Regions from separate parts of the Sus scrofa genome. Here region 2 is linked to region 1. Evidence: chromatin contacts called from public HiChIP or PLAC-seq data. All regions are on one chromosome and are shown on one strand. The core of a region is the stretch at or near the end of the contact, and the rest is flanking DNA. Distances in the headings are between cores, read along the strand shown. Region 1 overlaps BMS1 (ribosome biogenesis protein BMS1 homolog). Region 2 overlaps RET (proto-oncogene tyrosine-protein kinase receptor Ret).

Evidence for each region. HiChIP or PLAC-seq counts read pairs in DNA pulled down with a chosen protein or histone mark.
Region 2: an H3K27ac HiChIP or PLAC-seq map of alveolar macrophages shows a contact between it and region 1. The contact joins two enhancer-like sites. A contact is called at or near these places in 1 of 47 Hi-C or Micro-C datasets (epiblast stem cells) and 1 of 2 datasets of contacts at active chromatin or transcription factors (alveolar macrophages).

The regions. Positions count from the first base shown.
Region 1 is chr14:61,119,540-61,123,989 of Sscrofa11.1, forward strand. It overlaps BMS1 (ribosome biogenesis protein BMS1 homolog), which reads left to right. Exons shown (of 24, transcript XM_005670994.3): 20 at 741-863; 21 at 1,765-1,912; 22 at 2,521-2,696. Among named protein-coding and RNA genes, the nearest start is that of BMS1, 66 kb to the left of the region's middle. Within about 2 kb of position 2,097, at least 4 of the 83 cell types and tissues checked have an H3K27ac peak or open chromatin away from gene starts, as enhancers often do. A contact at or near this core is called in alveolar macrophages, where this site is marked.
Region 2 is chr14:61,350,063-61,354,399 of Sscrofa11.1, forward strand. RET (proto-oncogene tyrosine-protein kinase receptor Ret) reads left to right here. Exons shown (of 22, transcript XM_021072832.1): 16 at 461-675; 17 at 759-881; 18 at 2,873-2,943. Among named protein-coding and RNA genes, the nearest start is that of CSGALNACT2, 20 kb to the right of the region's middle. Within about 2 kb of position 1,804, at least 17 of the 83 cell types and tissues checked have an H3K27ac peak or open chromatin away from gene starts, as enhancers often do. A contact at or near this core is called in alveolar macrophages, where this site is marked.

The sequences.
Region 1 (4,450 bases), core at 847-3,346:
TTGGATGTTTTATTTTATAGACTGAGTTTCAGAAATATGTCTTGAATATGGAATATGTACCTGAAACTTTAAGTTGAAAATTACTCATTTTTAGTATTTGTAGTAAACTTCTCTTTGCTTTCAATATTCGTACGTCTTTTTAAGTAAAGTATGGGAGTGGAGAAGAAGGAAGTAAAAGAATTTTAATGGTACTGATGACATTTCTGTATTTTTATGTTTTTATGGACATGCTAAAAATATTTTAGCAGTGCTCACTATGAGCTTAGCACTCTGCTAAGTTGTGGTATATACATCAGGTACTACTAGACATAAGACTACCACCAGTAATGCTGGTTTAGCAAAGTATGTTCACACAGTCTTCATTTGACCAATCAGAGCAGGTTTTATTGGCTCCATTTAACAGAAAACTGAATAATGAGCAATTGGAATCCACCCTGAATGTCTAAAATTTAATTTCTCAAACATTGTAACCAGATTTTCATATTCCTTTTCATTCATGCATCATTGTGAAACTGTGTTACTATGAAATCACCCTCAGACAGTAGTATAGTATAATAGTATTACAGTATTATACTATCAAATAGATTTTGTTAAAATACTGTTTTGCATGTTCAGATATTCTCATTTTTCTTATGTGATTGTAAGTGAAATGCACTTTGGTAATTTATTGCATTAGAGAGAAATAAGTTTTTCTCCTGCTGATAGTATTCCTGTATCAGATTTTGGGGATTCCTTTTTAGCCTGATTTCCGGATAGCTGCCACAGGAGTTGTCCTTGATCTGGATAAATCTATAAAAATTGTGAAGAAATTAAAGCTAACTGGCTTTCCATATAAAATTTTCAAGAACACTTCATTCATTAAGGTCTGTATATCTGTGTATTCACGTATTTAATATGTTGTTAAAGGAGTAATGAATTCTAATATAGGTCTAAGAGATAAGTCTGAAAAGTGCTTGAAATCTTTCATAATCTTAGTCTTTGATATTTTTAGTTTACTTCTATATATTAGTCTCTGTGTTACTTAATATGTTCAGAAATCTTTAGGTGAAGTAAAATAGAGATATTTGGTGATTGAGGCTATTACTTTTTACTCCCATATGAGGCTGTTGCAGAGCTAATATTGAAAATATGTAATCCTATTCACTGGGTTTTGTTTCCTACCTTTTCGGTTTGTATTAAGAGAGGGGAAAATCATAGCATTTTCAAACAGATCATTAGAAAAATAGACAAAGCAATTTGCAGAAGTACTTGTTGGCAAGGGTACAGAGAAATGGACACTCTGTTAATGCAGTATATCATAGAAGGGTAGTTTGGGCAACACCTACTGAAAATTTCTTTAGCAGGGGATGTTTCCATTAAAAACACAGAGTTAAGATGATCGATCACGAAATGTTCTTATAAGGGAATACTACCATCAGCATTTATCCAGCTCTCTTTATTTTCTGAGTGTGTACACCTAAGTAATAGGATAAGAGCTGTAGTCCAGCTTTGTGAGATGATGGCAAAGGCCATCGGGGCCACTTCAGTCCAATAAATATCTTTTTGATCTTCTTTTCTACAAAGGTAGTGATGAGCATGTTAGTGCCTACAATAGAATCTTGATTAATATTTTATTTGAGGGAAAATAGAATTGTATTCCTTTTGACCTAGTAATTCCAATGAATTATTTTTTTTGTTTTTTAACCAAGGATATATTTATGAACTGAGAGGTAAAATATCTAACTTTGTATGTATATTTGTTTTCTTTTATATATATACTTATAGGGAATGTTTAATTCTGCCTTGGAAGTGGCCAAATTTGAAGGTGCTGTGATTCGAACTGTCAGTGGAATAAGGGGACAGATCAAGAAGGCACTCAGGGCTCCAGAAGGAGCTTTCCGGGCCACCTTTGAGGATAAATTGCTGATGAGTGGTAAATATCCTTTGTGGTGTGTTTTTAACGTTGTGTTACCATTCACTATTGGCTTCTAGCCAGTATGAAGTACAGGTGGCAGTTTTAAGTCTTTAGAAACAGGAGTCAGCTATAGCTCTCCCTAGTTGGAGCATCTTGGGTATTATGCCAAGTCATGCTGTGTCTAGAGCCATGTGATTCACCCAGTGAAAGTTTTATGGGTGTGGATATGATTGACACACCCAATGAAAGAGTAGTTCACTGGGCAAAGTCTCTCTTCAAATACTTTGCATCTAGCTGGAGAAGTTTGGGGTCAGTATTTTGTTCTCTTATTTACTGAGATGAATATGAATCTTTTGAAAATGTTAATATGGAGCTCCCATTGTGGCTGAGTGGGTTAAGAACCCAATTAGTATCCATAGGGATGTGGGTTTGACGCCTGGCCTTGCTCAGTGGGTTAAGGATACGGCGTTGCCGAAAACTGCACCCGAGTTGCTAGGGCTGTGGCATAGGCCGGCAGCTACAGCTCCAATTCAACCCCTAGCCTGGGAACTTCCATATGCTGCAGATGTGGCCTTAAAAGGGGTGGGAGGGAAGAAAGTGTTAATGTAAATTTCTTCTCTTTCCAGATATTGTCTTCATGAGAACTTGGTATCCTGTCTCCGTTCCAGCCTTCTATAACCCTGTAACATCTTTGTTGAAACCAGTTGGTGAGAAAGACACCTGGTCAGGAATGCGGACAACTGGTCAACTCCGGCTTGTCCATGGCATCAAACTAAAACCCAACAAAGATTCTCTGTATAAGGTATAGTCACACATGTGCTCTATAGATAGTGTCATCCAGAAGATATGCTGTAATATTCTCATGGTTTGAATTTTCAAGTAGAAAGTCTAACATTAAATTTGAATAAACATGTCGTATATTCGTAGACTATTTTGGAAGGAACACAGGAAAAGTGGTGGTCTTCACCTCAGACTATTTTTTTTGTACCATATACACATATTACTTTTAAAAACATTAATGTGCTAATTCTTATTGAAACAATGTGGAAGTATGTGTTTTCTTGAAAGTTTTAATAAGCTTTTTATTGAAATGTTAACATACAGAAATTCACACACAAATCAAAAGTATATACAACTCAATGAATTTTAGTACATAAAAGTTGCCATCACCTGGATCAAGCAAGAGAATTACTAGCACAAAAGAAGCCCTCTTGTGACCTCTCCCAGTCAGTCACTCACTATCCCACCTCCATTTCAAACCAGCCATCATCTTAGTTCCTGACGTGTAAATTCCTTCCACCTTTTTTTGAGTTTTATAAAATATATAGTATTTTGCCTGATTTCTTTCCTTCAGTATTATGAGATTCATTCATGTTCTAGTATATAGCAGACATTTATTTTTTGTTATTGTTGAGTAGAATTTCATTGTATGACAGTGTCAGTTTATCCATCAAGGGACAGTATTTCCAGGTTTAGGCTATCATGAGAGCTGCCCTGAACAGTTATATGCAACTTGTTTGGCATACATGTGCACACACTTCTGTTATGTAGATCCTTGTGGGTGGGATTGCCAGGGTACATGTGTTCAACAGCAGTGTGTGATGGTTGTAGTATTCAGAGCTCATACCAGGTTAGGCTCCAACAGCTTATTAGTTTTCTAGCTGTTCCACATCGTTTCCAGTAGTTGGCCTCATCGGTGGGGGGTTTTTTTTTGGCTGCATCTGCAGCATGTACAAGTTCCTGGGCCAGGGATTGTATCCGCCCCATTGCAGTAACCAGAACCACAGCAGTGACACCACTGCTGTGATCCTTAACCTGCTGAACCGCCAGGCACTCCTAGTATTTTTTTCTCCTTTTTTTCGGGCCCATCTGTGACATGTGGAGATTTCCTGGGCCAGAGACCAACTCTGAGTGACTGAGTGACAGAGTTCCTCACCACAGCTGCAGCAACACCAGATCCTTAACTCACTGTGCCACAGCAGGAACTCCTAGTCTTTTTTAAGTTCTCTGTTCCTGTCTCAAATATCATTTTCATTCAGATTTTGGCCTCTGAGAACTTCCATTATTTCATTCACAGCTTAACAATGCATTTGAAAAGATTTGTTAATGCAGAAGATTTAATTGTTTTGTAATAAGAGGGTAGTTCAGGGTTTCAGTCTTCCATTCTGCTAGAAATGGAAGTTTTCCACGAATTAGTTTTTCTGTAAAGCAGTTAATAAAATTTGGATCATATTGCCATGAATTTCTCTTAAAATATACTTTGGAGTTCCCATCATGGCTCAACGGTTAGTGAACCCAACTAGCATCCATGATGACATGGGTTCGATTCCTGGCCTCGCTCTGTGGGTTAAGGATCTGGCATTGCGTGAGCTGTGGTGTAGGCCAGTGGCTATAGCTCTGAGTTGACCTCTAGCCTGGGAACCTGCACATGCCGTAGGTACAGCCCTAAAAAGACAAGAACACCAAAATACACACACACACACACACACACACACACTGTATACTTCAGGACAGAGTACCTATTGTCTAGTATGTGGTGCTTACTCTTTTTTTGAA
Region 2 (4,337 bases), core at 554-3,053, 230 kb after region 1:
GGGCGCTAGGGCGACAGAGAGCCAACAAGGAGAGGGCAGCAGGAGCACTGGTCAGCACCAGCAGAACTCAGGCTTGGGCCAAGGACAGGACTGCAGCCTAGGAGCTGCTGAGAGCAGGCAGGGGCAGGGAGCAGGTGGCCATCTGCGGAGTTAGACCCTGTGCCTCCATCAGCTGTCCCCAGGCCATGCTGTGGCAGGACCAAGGATGCAGTGACCCCCTCTCTAGGGCAAAAGTTGTGCTCAACCACCCAGGCAGCTGGCTTTGGCACAGGCTCTGCAAGTGATGTGAGAGTGAGCTGGGACTTAAGTCCTCAGGCTGCCAGAACCCAGGCACCTGCCACCCAGAGCAGGGCCATGCCCATCTGTCCACTTACAAGTAGGGAAGCACATGCAGAGCTGGCCTGACCTTCACCTGCCCAGACCCCGCAGGCAGCCAGCCCACAGCCCCCTCTGCCCCCAGGGCCACTCCTTCTCATCGTGGAGTACGCCAAGTACGGCTCCCTGCGGGGCTTCCTCCGAGAGAGCCGCAAGGCGGGGCCTGGCTATGTGGGCAGCGGAGGCAGCCGCCACTCCAGCTACCTGGACAACCCCGAGGAGCGGGCCCTGACCATGGGCGACCTCATCTCCTTTGCGTGGCAGATTTCGCGGGGCATGCAGTACCTGGCTGAGATGAAGGTGTGTGCCGCCCCCGCCCAGCCCCCGCCACTGCCTGCTACGGGCCTGGGTTTCAGGGGTCCCTGCCCTTGTCTTCCTCGCAGCTCGTCCATCGAGACTTGGCGGCCAGAAATGTCCTGGTAGCCGAGGGGCGCAGGATGAAGATCTCAGACTTCGGTCTGTCCCGAGATGTTTATGAAGAGGATTCCTATGTGAAGAGGAGCAAGGTACCAGGCCCTGGGGTGTGCTGGGCTGGATGGGGGTGGTGGTCAGGGTGCCCACTGGGGGCAGGGGCAGAGCCTTTGGAACACCTGGAGAAGATAAAGCTGATTTTTAGAGTGTAAAGGTCTAGCTCTCGCCCCCAAAGCCTTTCCTTGTTCTGAGTCCCCAGAGACTCACTTCAGGGCCCACCCTGAGTCTGTTCCTTCTCCTTTCTCAGGGCCATACATGCCCTTTTGGAGCTGCCCACTGGGGATCAGGGGCCCTGGGGCTTCTCTCGCTTTTAATCACTCTCACCTTTGAAGGTCATCAAATGACGCAGAAATAACAATCTTCTTCTCCACACTTGTTCCTCTCACGTCTGCAGAATGAAGGTCCCTATTGCATTTCTGTGTAACTTTAGTCCTTTGCTTGGAGGAGAGAAATGAAATAAACCCAAATTTGGTAGTCATTCTTTGCAGAAGAGAATGAACCATTTTACCAAGTGGGGGTGCTCCTGGGACGGGGACCTGGGGACACCTGGCTAAGTGAGTTTGGTCGGTGTCTGGGGAGGCCCTGGAGACAGGGTCCAGGATGTAGGGATTTCAGAAGCTTTTTTCCAAGTCACTGAAACAGGTGATCAAGGGCCCATCTGGGGAAATCTGGCTCCCTAAGTCATCCAGTTCCTCACGACATTGGTTTTGACTCTCTTCATTCTGATGTCCTCAGCCCCTCTCCTGTGCCCTCCCTGTGACAGACTAGGTGGGGCAGCTCGTGGGCCCACTAAGAGCCACAGTTAACCTGGCATTCAGAACAGATGCCGCTCAAAAAGAAAAACACCAACAGTGGTGGCGCACACGTCAGCTTGGCTCTGAGGGTCAGGAGAAGCTGTTGGGTTGCTAAGGGCTGTGACGATAATGTTTCATTTCTTCTGGGGTTTCTGTTGTGACAGCATATCTCAGAACTACTGAAGGGGAAGTGAAAAGACATTGCTCCCTGCCCTGTGGAGGAGGGGTAGAGGGGGTGGAGAGCTTTCCTGCCGATGCCGTAGTCCTCACACGTCATGAAGCAAGAAGAAAATAGGCCATGCACAGCCCTGTAGCTCGTAGGCTGCAGGCAGTGTTGTTAGGAACACACACTCCTGAAACAGTCACATTTCATTAAGGACATAAATCCTAAAGAATAGGTTTTTGTTTTTGTTTTTATGGCCACACCTGTGGCATATGGAAGTTCCCTGGCCAGGGATTGAATCTGAGCTGCAGCTGCTGCCGCATCAGATCCTTAATCCACTGCAGCAGGCCAGGAATTGAATCCACACCTCTGCAGAAACCCGAGCCACTGCAGTCAGATTCTTAACTCACTGTGTCACAGCGGAAACTCCCCAAAGAATGGTTTAAAGAAAAAGGAATTATAGTAAACATTGCATTAAAATCCAACGCACATCTCTTTTATTGTTTTATGCCTTAAGCCTCACCTCCTTGTACTGAAAAGCTATTGCTGGGGTTGCATTGGAAAGAATGTGTTAGGTCTGACCCCAGCACCTATGTGGAGGGGAACACTTTCAGAGGATGCTGAAAGGGCCATGGGATAAAATAAAACCAAAAAACCAACCTCAAGTCACATACACAGATCAAGGGAGATCTTGCTGGATGGTGTTCCTGGCCTGCCCATTGGGCAGCACCACCCAGGGTGCCCCAGAGCTCCCCAGACAGCCACAGGGGGACCTGGTTCATACTTGGTATCAGTTCCTCTGGTCTCTTCTCAACAGGGACATGGTGCATGACAGGCACGCCTACGTAGCTGTGGGTAGGCCAGCTGACTCCCTCCAGCATCTCAGCCAAGCCTGGAAGGGCCAGGCTGGAGCTCCAGCCCCTGTGAGGCTGTGCTGCCAGTTCTGTACCCAGGAACTGGCTGGATGTCATTACTCAGAGCTGGAAGAGCCTGGGACATACCTCCCCAGCCCCCCACCCAGTTCCAGGATGTCAGAGCAATGTTAATACCTCTCTTTCACCTCCTGCAGGGTCGGATCCCGGTCAAATGGATGGCCATTGAGTCCCTTTTCGATCACATCTACACCACCCAGAGTGATGTGTGAGTCTGGGAGTCGCCTTCCTGGGGTGGAGGTGACGCATGCTGTGCCCTCTGTCTGGGCAGCTCTGCTGGAGAATGTGCTGGCCCTGAGTGCCTGTCCGCTCATGCCGGCCATCAGCCGTGACCCCCAGGTTGAGGGGCCCTCCTGTATTCATTCAGCAAACAGCAAGGGCCCAGGCAGTAGTTCTGAAGGCCGAAGTGGAGTGTGTGAGGGCATGAACGGTGGCTGCAGATCCCCTGGGCTACCCTCTCTTCCCATCCCCTCCTCTCCACTCCCCTCACCTCCTCTCTCTGGCTGGCTCAGGGACACACAGGCCCAGCCAAACATTTCCCCTCCTGTGGGGCCTGAGCATGGGCTGGCTTCCAGCAGGTCCCCTGGGACCAGCCCCCCCCTCCCCATCCACAGGCAGGGGTGGCCTTGAGTAAGTTTGTAGGCTTGTGTGCCCCAAATTTCTCCAAGACGGGAGCCAAAACTCAGTCTTCTAGGTCCAATTGCATTCTTGATGGTTTCCCAAAAAAACAACTTGCTTCCAAGTATTCTGCTGTGAACAAGCATGCATATTTTGAATACTGTGGGCTGTGCAAAGGCAGTTCTTGGAGAGTTTTAACAAAGTTGTGTTTTGATTACAAAGTTGACTGTCAAACAATTGGAAAATGCAGGGGAAAAGCATAATCAAGAGACTAAAAGTCACCAGGATCCCACCACCCCTAAATTACTACTGCTGGCCCTCGCAGGCATTGCCTTCTAGTGTTTTCTGTGGTGTGCAGGTATATGCTTTTGTGTGTGTGTGTGTTTTTAGGGCCACAACCACGGCACATGGAAGTTTCCAGGCTAGGGGTCTTATTGGAGCTGTAGCCGATAGCCTACACCACAGCCATAGCAACGCTGGATCCAAGCTGCATCTGTGACCTACAGCACAGCTCACAGCAACACCGGATCCTCAACCCACTGAGGCAGGATTGAACCCACATCCTCGTGGACACTAGTCGGGTTCGTTACCACTGAGTTATCACAGGAACTCTGATATATGCTTTTTGTTACTGTAAGTGGGCACATGCGATAATGCCATTTTGCATAGGATTTTGTTTACACTTCACAGTAAACGTTTCCCTTACAGTCAAGTCTTTTTCTTTAAAAAGCAATGCCTTTTTTTTTTTTTTTTTTGTAAGATCTTATGAAAATTTGCCAGCACACAGAAAAGATGAAGGAACTGTGCCAGGGAGCCTGTGACCTAGGTCCTGCCTCCATTTTGCTGTATTTGCTTGGCTGCTCTGTGCCATTTCTGAGGCTTCAGAGCCTCACCTCAGGGGCCAGCTGGGGGCCCCTTCCGGGTGTAGGGTTTGGCAGGGGCAGGGAAAGCAGGGGGCTTGTCCCCACCTGCCTTATGCGTCCA